Regions from separate parts of the Arachis hypogaea genome. Here region 1 is linked to region 2. The links are chromatin contacts, called in public Hi-C maps. All regions are on one chromosome and are shown on one strand. The core of a region is the stretch at or near the end of the contact, and the rest is flanking DNA. Distances in the headings are between cores, read along the strand shown.

Region 1 (5,347 bases), core at 2,170-4,669, 160 kb after region 2:
TGAAGCATCACAGCCTACTCAGTCAAGATAGGCTTCTTCGTCGTTTAGTCTGGCTGCTCGGTGTTCTCACCTCAAGATGGGGAATTGCATTGCTTGAAACCTTCCTATGTGTTTGAGATAGCCTCGGATTATATTGATTTTTCGATCTACTTAGAGCCGATGGAGGACTAGAAATTTCAATAGAACTGATCTCAAAAGGTTTATCTGCATTTGAGTCACATGAAGATGAATCCACTCCCCAAAAGTCTTCTGAAGAGATACTTCTAGTTTTATCTGTGCACGCAGCACTATGTGATGATTGAACCATTTTTGATACATGGTATTCTCTTGAACCAGCCTGATCATTACACATTGTTGAAGAATCAGGAATATTGCCATACTGTATAATTTCAGAAGTGGACCGATGGATCAATAGCATGTTTGGATTAGCTTTTAGAAACCCTGAACCATGATTTTGGAAAAAGCTATTTAAGATGAACTTTTTCTAAAACCATGGCTCAGGGTCATCAAAAACTAAACTAAACATGCTATATAATTTCAGCAGAGAATTAATGGATACCATGGCTGATTTAGCTTTTGGAAACTCAAAGCCATGGTTTGGAAAACAGCTAAACTTATCTCCATTTAGTTGTTTCCCAAACTATGGTTTTGGGCCACCAAAAAGTATACTCCTTCGGTTTCATATAGCATGCTCGGTATAGGCTGACGAAAACCTAAAACCATGGTTGGGTTGCATCAGTAGCATAAACCGAGCATGCTATAAGTCAATTCTTGAAAGGGCTCGAAACAAAGAAGGATCATGAATCCAGGAAAAATATTGCTTTTGAAGTATTTTCTTAATTTCCATTCCCTGCCCCTTTCTCCACTTTATGCACTGATGTATTGTTAAGGTGCCAACTGCCATGTATCAAACAGGACACAAACAAAAACCAGACATTTCAGCTAAGTATCTCTCTAACATCCTATAGAAGGAACTAACTAAACATTTTTCATAGACTGGTGAACAACAATTAATGTACATAACCAACAAATAGCTCATAAACAATTGGAGATATAACTCCCCAATATCATTTTTAAGGATTTATCTTTACCCGTCTAGAGACTACTTCAGCATCTGTGTCACTGCTTTCATAGCATACCCTCATTGATGGGACCGAGCGGAGGTGATTATTCATGAAAGTATGATGCTGCTGTCTTTCTTCAAACATAGCTATACTTCCACCATCCAAAATCGAATCCGCAAATTTCTCAGCATCTTGCTTCTCTTCGTTTGTTTCGAATTGTATATGCATACTTCTATCTTCATTTACAAGGTAATAATTTTCAGATGGGGAGAATGGGAAGGATTCTTGCTGTTCAATGCTGACTGGAGAGTGCTGTGATGATGATCCGTCTTGAGGCAGTGTGTGGAAGATCGAACCCATGTCCACATCTGGCGACTCAAACATCTAAAACAGACATAAAAGATATATTAACTATCCCCAAACTTTTTTAAAATGCATAAACCAAGAAATAGAGATCAAAATGATGCTTCTGCTTACACTTGGGACACTCTCATCTGCTTCTTCCATATGAGTGCTAGGTTCCCCCTCATCACAAGCTTGTGCATCAGTTCCATCTTCGGATTTTCTCTCGGCTTTCTTCATCAAGCGACACAAAACAAAATTCCTCTGCAGAATGTTGAGTATAATCAGCACTGAAAAATTGATACTACAATGGAGACTATCACAAATTCAGTTCATTGGAGACTTCATCTAGAAACAGCTTAAATAGCAAAAATCAACAATTCAATAGTATTCCACTATTTAATGAAAACCAATGATGAATTGTTCCACCAATCAACAAAAAAGAATGAATTAGGGGGGAAAAAGTGAGTCATGATTCATGATTCATGAAGAGACTATGACACAAAATACAAACATGGGAATAATTCCAATGACATAATCACCAATCAGATAAGGAAACATCAAAATCACAAGAAGGAGCAACAACAACCATACACTATAATAGTAATTTATACCAACAAAACATATAGATAAAAAACAAAAGTGAACACTTAAATTGGTCCAAAGAAATTTAGATCTACCACTTTGTTCTCCAACAAATTTTTTACTCTCTCGGTCATTTTCAATTATGCATTTTGAACAAACAAGTCCCTATCAAAGACAATTAGGTCTAAAAGAAATTAGTCCCCTTCAAAAAGTAATTCTAGAGTACCTCAAAATTTGTTGAACAACCAAAGTATGATATGAAATAGAATCAACTTGGGTATTTATTATAGAAACAAAGATCAATTTCCAAAACAGATGAAAACTAATCAAGGCAAAACTTATCTGGAAAAAGAAAAACCATATGTACCTGGCTATCATCAAAGGTAGTAGCATGATACTCATGGATAACCCAATTGGTTTTGACACCATTAGGAACACGGCCACTATAGAAAACCAGTGTCTTCTTGCTCCCAATTACATTGGTAGTTCCTCTTTCCTTTATGTATCTATCTTGTCCTGTGGCTTTCCAATATCCTCCTTTGGTTGCCCTGTTTGATCTTTTGCTCTTTCCATACTTGTAATCACGTCCACTAAAGAAGAACCATTCTGGATCATCCGATTTTATCTTTGATAATGCTGACACACAAAACCCAATTCATCAATCATCAAACATCATCATACTAAGTTACTAACATGAAGAAAAGTTTCAAACTTTGTGACATTAAGATCATGGGGTTGTGACAAAAAAACAAAAGGTACAAGCTTTGTCTCATGAAGATGATGGGGTTGTTGAATAATTGTATATTTATTACTTCATTTTCTTAAATTTTGAATACCAGATAGGATCATCAAACATGAAAAAGGTGCAAACTTTGATACATGAAAATGATGGGGTGGTTTTATTTATTATGGGTTTACCTGGAATTTGCCAAGGTTCAACCTTGCAAAGATCAATGTCAGGGATAATATTGATTGGAAAATTGTCATTTAGGAGCTTGTGATTGAGGTAATAGCTCACAAGCTCTTCATCTGTTGGCTTGAATCTGAATCCAACAGGAATGAAATCAAGTATTGGAAATGGAATTGTGGCACTTCTAGCCATTTTTGTTTTCTTTTTTTTTTTTTTTTGAAGATGAAAATTGTTTAAAGCTTTGGTTGAAGAAGAAGAAGAAGGTGATGAAGGTGATGATGATTGATGAAGAAGACGAAGATGAAGAAACAGAGTAAAGAGAAGAAGCAGCACTGAAGCGAAGCAGAGAGTGTTGGTTATGAGTGATTGGTTTGTGTCGAATTTGTAATGCAACGAAGTTAGTCATTGACTTGACTTTGAAATTTGGCGTAAGGGAGAAGTTTCAATTTTTTTTTCTTTTTTTTTTTCGTAACTTCGTAGAGTAAGATAAAAAGCAAAACACACGGTTAGAAATTATCTAATCAAATTCGTTGGTCGGAGAAACAAATATAAAAAATTTGTGGTATAACTTATACACATATAAAACTAAAAGATACAATAAAAATTTCAAAAAATAATTATTTAATTTAAAAAGTATTTTTATATAAAAAAAATACTTTTAATCACAGTGAAAAAGAAATAGAGCGGTGGAAATGGAATAACAATAATTTCAAAAAAAATTGTTATTTACAGAATTGAAATTAGTGTATTGACTAATTTACTGTTTTCCTATATAAATATAGTACTGAGAATAAATTTAAATTAATCAAGATAATAATTAACAAAATATATGATTTTATAAATTATATACAATGAAAGATATTTTAAAAAAAATAATTTGAACACTAAATTATTTGTTGGGAATAAGTAGTATGACCACAATCAAATCAATCACGTATCAAATAATTTGTTATTATTATTATATTAAAATGTTAATATATTGACGTCCTTAATTAAATTTAGAGATTTATCATTGTGATAGTGATCACAACATTGAGAGATAAATCTTTTATAATTTAATCTAAATTGTTCTTGGTCATAGGATTATTAAAAAGGACATTAATAATCCGAAAATATCAATATATATATAATGGTCTTCATTGGATGAAGATTAATAGATCTCATTTATTAAATTATATATATAGATGGTGTATATAGGGATATGACCATTGAACTGACTCACTTTGAGAATTCCTAAATCCTAATGGTTACAATTACCGCATATTTGTCAATAGGATATTCTCAAGATGAACATAGTAATAGAGTTTTCTTTGATCTGCGACTGTCATAGTAATTAACAATGTATTTATTATACTTTGATTCCGGACACCTAATACCCTAGGGTGTAGTTGAATGGACATTGGGTATGATTTAAATACTTGTAGAATTAATAATTAGTCAATAAGGAATCCGTCAACTGTTAGTAAAGAGTTTGAGCTCTATGATTATAATGACTGAGATAATGAAACCTTGGCCAAGGGAATTGAATGAATGAATAAATGAGTTTCTTAAGTCATTCACAGTTCATTATAATAATGGTAACATGTTAGAGTTTGACAATTAACCATACTCTAAGGATTAACCAAGAGCTGGAAAGATGGAAGGAATTATACTTTGTTCTTCTAAGGTTCTTAGTAAAAAATATTACTTCATACTATCGGGTCGTTGAGGAGCGTTGCTAGACGCCAACCTTGATTAGTAAATTTAGTATGACTAATTTACTACCCGCTTAGTATTAAACCTATGGAGTCACACACTAACGAGTGTTCTAATCTTTGCTGTAGAATTATTTAATTATTATTTTGATTTGATCAAACAAATAATTATATTAATTCAAATGGAATATTATTATATTTTTTGCTAGCACCAAGAATATAATAATAATATGATAATTAAGAATATTAAATGATATTTGAGAATAATTAGTTATTCTATTTCAAAATTTGAATTCTAAATTTGGACAAGATCCTAACTGATTCTGTTTCAAATTGAGTTATGATATGATTCATAAATTTGAAGGATTCAGATTTAGAATTTTAAGATATGATTCAAATTTGAATTGAGATTCAAATTTAAAATCATTAACAAATCTCATACTATATATATGTATGCAAGAGTAGAGGAATCACAGAAACGAGATAATAACAAGAGTTTTTATTCCTTTACCTCTACACACATAAACGTATGTGAGCCTGATTCTTGGAGAAGAAATTTATGGCGTGCAAAGAGTTGCAAGAAGTTTATCAATTTAAATCAGATGTCCATTGGTCAAGGAGTTGACAGCAAATGTTGGTCTCGGTGTGGATACGCATAGCGCCTTCGTACCATCAAAGGATAAAGTGATTTTTACTAAAACGTCTAAAGGTATTTTGATATGATCTATATATTATTGGAATAAAGTTTAAGC
Region 2 (4,844 bases), core at 538-3,037:
AATTGGGTTAATTCCAGTAGTTACAAGCTCATTAGTTAGAATCAAGGAGAACGGTTTATGATTATGCCAGATTAAGTACCAATCTTGTTGACTCGAAAAGAATCCATGACTTGGCGAAGATCATTTTGTTCCTCTGCAAAGACATTCTCCGGCACCTGCAATCTCAGCTCATAGAGTTGGTTGTTTTCAACCCCTAGAGCCGAAAGATACCTCCGATCCCACTCCATTCGCACCACGCGCTCTTGTGGCATAACAGCAAGCTCATTGTTATTTGCATATGACTTTATGTTTACCTATATATTCGATTTGATCGGATTCAGTTCAATGCACGGAAATGAAACTCATACTCAAAATGTAACTGTAACTGTAACTGTAAACCAAACCAAACCAACCTCAACTTGGTAGTACAACTTGCCATCATCAGCAACTCTTGAAGTTGTAGAAAGGATGTTGGATTCGCGTCGAACACCAAGCCTTGTAGACATGAACTCGGTGAGATACTGCTTGAGGACCTTCTTTCCGGCATCTTCAGGTGTACCCAAGTCCTGGACACTCTTGTATCTGGAAGATGAAGGGGATGAAATCTCCACAGATACATTTTCGTCGAGAATGTAAGGGTCTCTGAAGAATATGTCAGCACCAGCACCTCGTACTTGGATCCAGTTGCTGGGATACCTGAATGAGTAGCCATCAAATGCGTCTATGTATTCGCGCAACGGAAGCGACTGCTGAGCCAATGCATCAGAGCCAGCTTCAAAGACAATGTAAGTTGATAGGAGCAAGGACAAGGCTTTCCTCCTTGAAACTGCAAAAGCCTTAGTCTGATTCATTCATTATACATTATAATTAATTAGCAGACACATATATATGCCTAAAACACAATTACCTTTGGAAAATTAGAGCCTAAATTATCATTTTTTATATACTATGTTATAAATCCCCTTACATATTTTACTTGAATATAGACTATCATACTTGAATTTAACTCTAGATAATTAACTTATCGTATCATTTCTATTATTATCGGATTATAAAACTTAACTTGCAAGGGGCAATACGCCGTGCTCGACCCAGCTCTAGAGAAATACTTGCATAATCCTAGAGTATATTTAATACGCGTTCTAAAAATTTATTTTTATCCAAACTGCAATAATGTGTTGGGTTTTTTATGCGTTAAAAACATGCAATTTGGATGTCTCATACTATCCTCCAACCCGATAGACTAAAGACTAATTCGTCGCGAATCTAAGCTCTATTTAAGAGTCAACCGCTAGCCAATAAGTTAGAACATGAACAAGGATTCAAATCCGACACTTTCCAAGTTGGTTATGCAAAACATAACTATTATAACATAATAGATGAGAAAGGTAATTTATTATATAAAAACAGAATCAAAGAAGAGCATAAAACAGAGAAAGAAATTGATAGATATGGTATCAAACTATCACAACTACATGGCCACACCAACCAGTGAAATTTGTTATAAAACATTATTTGGAGTTCAATCAAATTCTTTTATGAGAATTCTATTTGATAAAGTTAACACACACCTTGGAAGAGTAATCACAGGGCAATTGTTGAGTGATAGAGGCTGCTTTCATCTGCCATTGTTTTCTCTTGAAGTGAATATGAGAGTAGTGAAGCTTAGTTCCAGAAAATTCAGAAAGAGTGGAAGCTAATGGGGAGAAGAAGAAGAAGCTTCCTTCTTCTGCCACTGCCACAATCTTCGCCATGCTTCCTCCTTAGTTTGTGTTATCTCATTCTGATAACTGATAAGAATAAACAATTAAAAAATTATATTATTAATTAATTATTTTAAAGAAAAAAATTGAGCCAGACAAAAAAAAAATTGGGCCTTATATAAAGCTAGCTAGCCCAATGCAGTATCCATAAAAAAATATATGAACATCTTTCTAAATACTAAATGGATTAATGGTAGATATTTTTTATACCTTGAAATCTTGAGAGATTATCAACTCTTTTAAAAGGGTAAAATAGAATATAGTTTACTTATTGAATTTTATCTCATGTTTGAATTGTTGTGTCCAATTGTATCTTAATAAAAAAAATTCTGATACGTTTGGTCATATCTAAATACCATCACGTATTAACGTGTTCAGTCTTATTCTTAATATGTATTTTTTAAATGAGTTTAGAAATAGTATATTAATACTTTATATAATTAAAAAATTAATTTCTATTTTAATATCAATAAAATATTAAAATATCATTAATTTATCCAAAAATACTTTATATTATATGTGTGTGTGTTTTCCTGCATAAGATTTTAAAATTTGTGTGTCCGCATATTCCGTGTCGTGTCGTGTCTCATATCCGTGTCAGTATCGGTACATTATAGCTCATAGATAATTTCTAACTTAATTAATGTTTTAAAATGTGAAATTCAACACCTTAACATTATCAAATGGTGCAATAATAATAATAATAATAATAATAATAATAATAATAATAATAATAATAATAATAATAATAATAATAATAAGTTACATATTTCTTTTTCAAAATGAAATTTATATTATGTGTTTTCAGTTACAAAATTACTCCTTAATACAAATGTATTTTTGAAAGAAAACAGCCAAAGATCTGTTTTCCACTGTTTGATAACTCGTTAGGGTGTCAAATTTCACTTTTTAAAACATTTAAAGAGATAAAATACATATCAACCAAAGTTAAGTAATCTTTTTGTCCTAAATATTTTGTCTATTTTCTTTAAAATCTTTTCTTCACCCTATTTTTGTTTTGAAGACTCTTAAGCTTACTAATTAATGCTATTCTAAACATTACGCTTAAAAAATATTTAGGACAAAAATAAAATGAAAAAATGTTAGAAATAAAATTGAAATTTGAACAAAACATTTGGACAATATATATATATATATATATATATATATATATATATATATATATATATTTAATTTGTTGGTATATATGTACAAAATTTATTGAAATATATGATGATGTAATATATATCTATATATACAAGTTGAATGGAAAAATTAGAATCAATTCACCTGAAAACAAGTCATCTTTTACTAGAAATGACCTAAAAATCAACAAGTACTAAGTTCAAGATGCCATTGCCTTTTCCTTTCCTTTGGGTGACCTTGTATTTTTTGTTGGCCTGGTGCCATTGCCGTTCAATATGTATATAAAATTTAATTTTGATACACTATCAGTGTAAAATTATTTTACACATACATTCAATCATATAACGTCATATTAGTAAAAATACCTACCTTTTATATTAATCGCATAAATGATTATCTAAGAGAACGATTGTGATTGTACGATTGTATAAAACGTTTTATACTGTTTCTGCATAAAAATTAAACTCTATATATATATGGTGCTAAAATAAAAAAATTAAATAAAATAACCAGCTAGCTAATAGCTACAATGGAGGGTCCCTTGGTTCTTGGATTTTAGTTACCATGGAAAGAAAAAAAATTGCGTCTAATAAGAATATATGAACATGAATTTTGATGGCTATGAGTAAAGATCAATCACCCAATAATATTCTCTTTGACATGTGAACATGAACTCTATCATGCAATTGTCAAAGAATGCCCACAAAGCTACTAAGAAAAATGGACATGCTTTCTAAATACTAGCGTTTTAATAGACACGTGTCTATTAGATTGTTTTTTCAAATTTTATGTAATACGATAAATATAAAATAACTATAGTAATTTAGTAGTTAAAAAAATACATTGTTTTATAATTTAATTAGGTTCAACTCAACTTTATAACTATTATTGAATTATATTCTATAAAAAATTGGGTGAGCAACCAAACTATAGTTATTTTGGTGATCATACTTGACAATAAAAATATTGTGGATTGGATGAATGAAAATAGGTACAAGTTGGGACTTTAGAGTTTAGAATATTGAGAAATAAAACTCATGTGGCTAAATCAACTTGGGTTGGTCGAGTGGTTAGCTCACTTGTTCGCTTAAGTAAGTGTCGGGGGTTTGAATCCCGTCTTAGCTTGTGTATGCAGTAACCCATTGGTCAGCGGCAGACCCTTAAATGGAGCTCAAATCCGCAACGGATTAATCTTTGACCTGTTAGGTTGGTGGATAGGAATACCGTGGGGAACCAAAAAAAAACTCGTGGCTAACACAAGTGATCCAAAATGTGGGAATGAAATTTATGGATAGCAACACATTCAAAGAAATGAAGGTTTGAGAAAGCTTGACAAAGGAAACGAGGCAGCATTGGGTACACTGGAATTAAAAAGAATGGAATGCAACCAACAGAAGAACGTGCTTGTGCTAAGAGTATAAACATGGTGTTTTGTATGAATTTTTTTCCCCTTTCTTGTTATATAATTTCTAGTCTGATTTGATGTTGAACTATATTAAGTAGTGTTGGACTATTTTTTATGACAATGTCAAAAAGAGTAATGTAATACTACTAAAGCTGGGTTTCTCTCCGATTTTGGGTCGAGCTTCTTTTGAACTATCTAAAAAAATATCTCAATCGATCAATTTTCACTATTAGAGATAAATAATTTTTTTACTATATTATTTGAATTATAAGGATAATTAAATTGATAAGCAAGTTTCATTTCTTATACAAGGACACAAGCTTGAATAAAAAAGAAATCATTCTAATGCTCAAAAGGATGACCAAAAATAATTTTGAATACAATTTTTCTTTTTGTTAAAATTATATGTATATATCAAATAATGAAAGATAATTTTATTTGAATTAGGTGCATCCATCTAAATTTAACGTAGTTTGATATCTATATTCATTGTATCAAAACAATACTTTTATGACGGTTATTTTTATTATTTAAAATTATTGCTAAATTTT

What was found. Hi-C and Micro-C count contacts between places; a contact is called where the count stands out from the background.
Region 1: a contact with region 2 is called in a Hi-C map of leaf, with 2.5 times the contacts expected there. The contact joins the promoter of LOC112734701 here to the promoter of LOC112734674 in region 2.

The regions. Positions count from the first base shown.
Region 1 is chr2:6,022,311-6,027,657 of arahy.Tifrunner.gnm2.J5K5, forward strand. LOC112734701 reads right to left here and starts at 3,420. Exons shown (of 6, transcript XR_011870564.1): 1 at 2,910-3,420; 2 at 2,359-2,627; 3 at 1,542-1,670; 4 at 1,092-1,448; 5 at 71-897.
Region 2 is chr2:5,866,089-5,870,932 of arahy.Tifrunner.gnm2.J5K5, forward strand. LOC112734674 (psbP domain-containing protein 1, chloroplastic) reads right to left here and starts at 1,788. Exons shown (of 3, transcript XM_025784097.3): 1 at 1,551-1,788; 2 at 393-821; 3 at 1-293. The coding sequence starts at 1,733. The coding sequence ends at 72.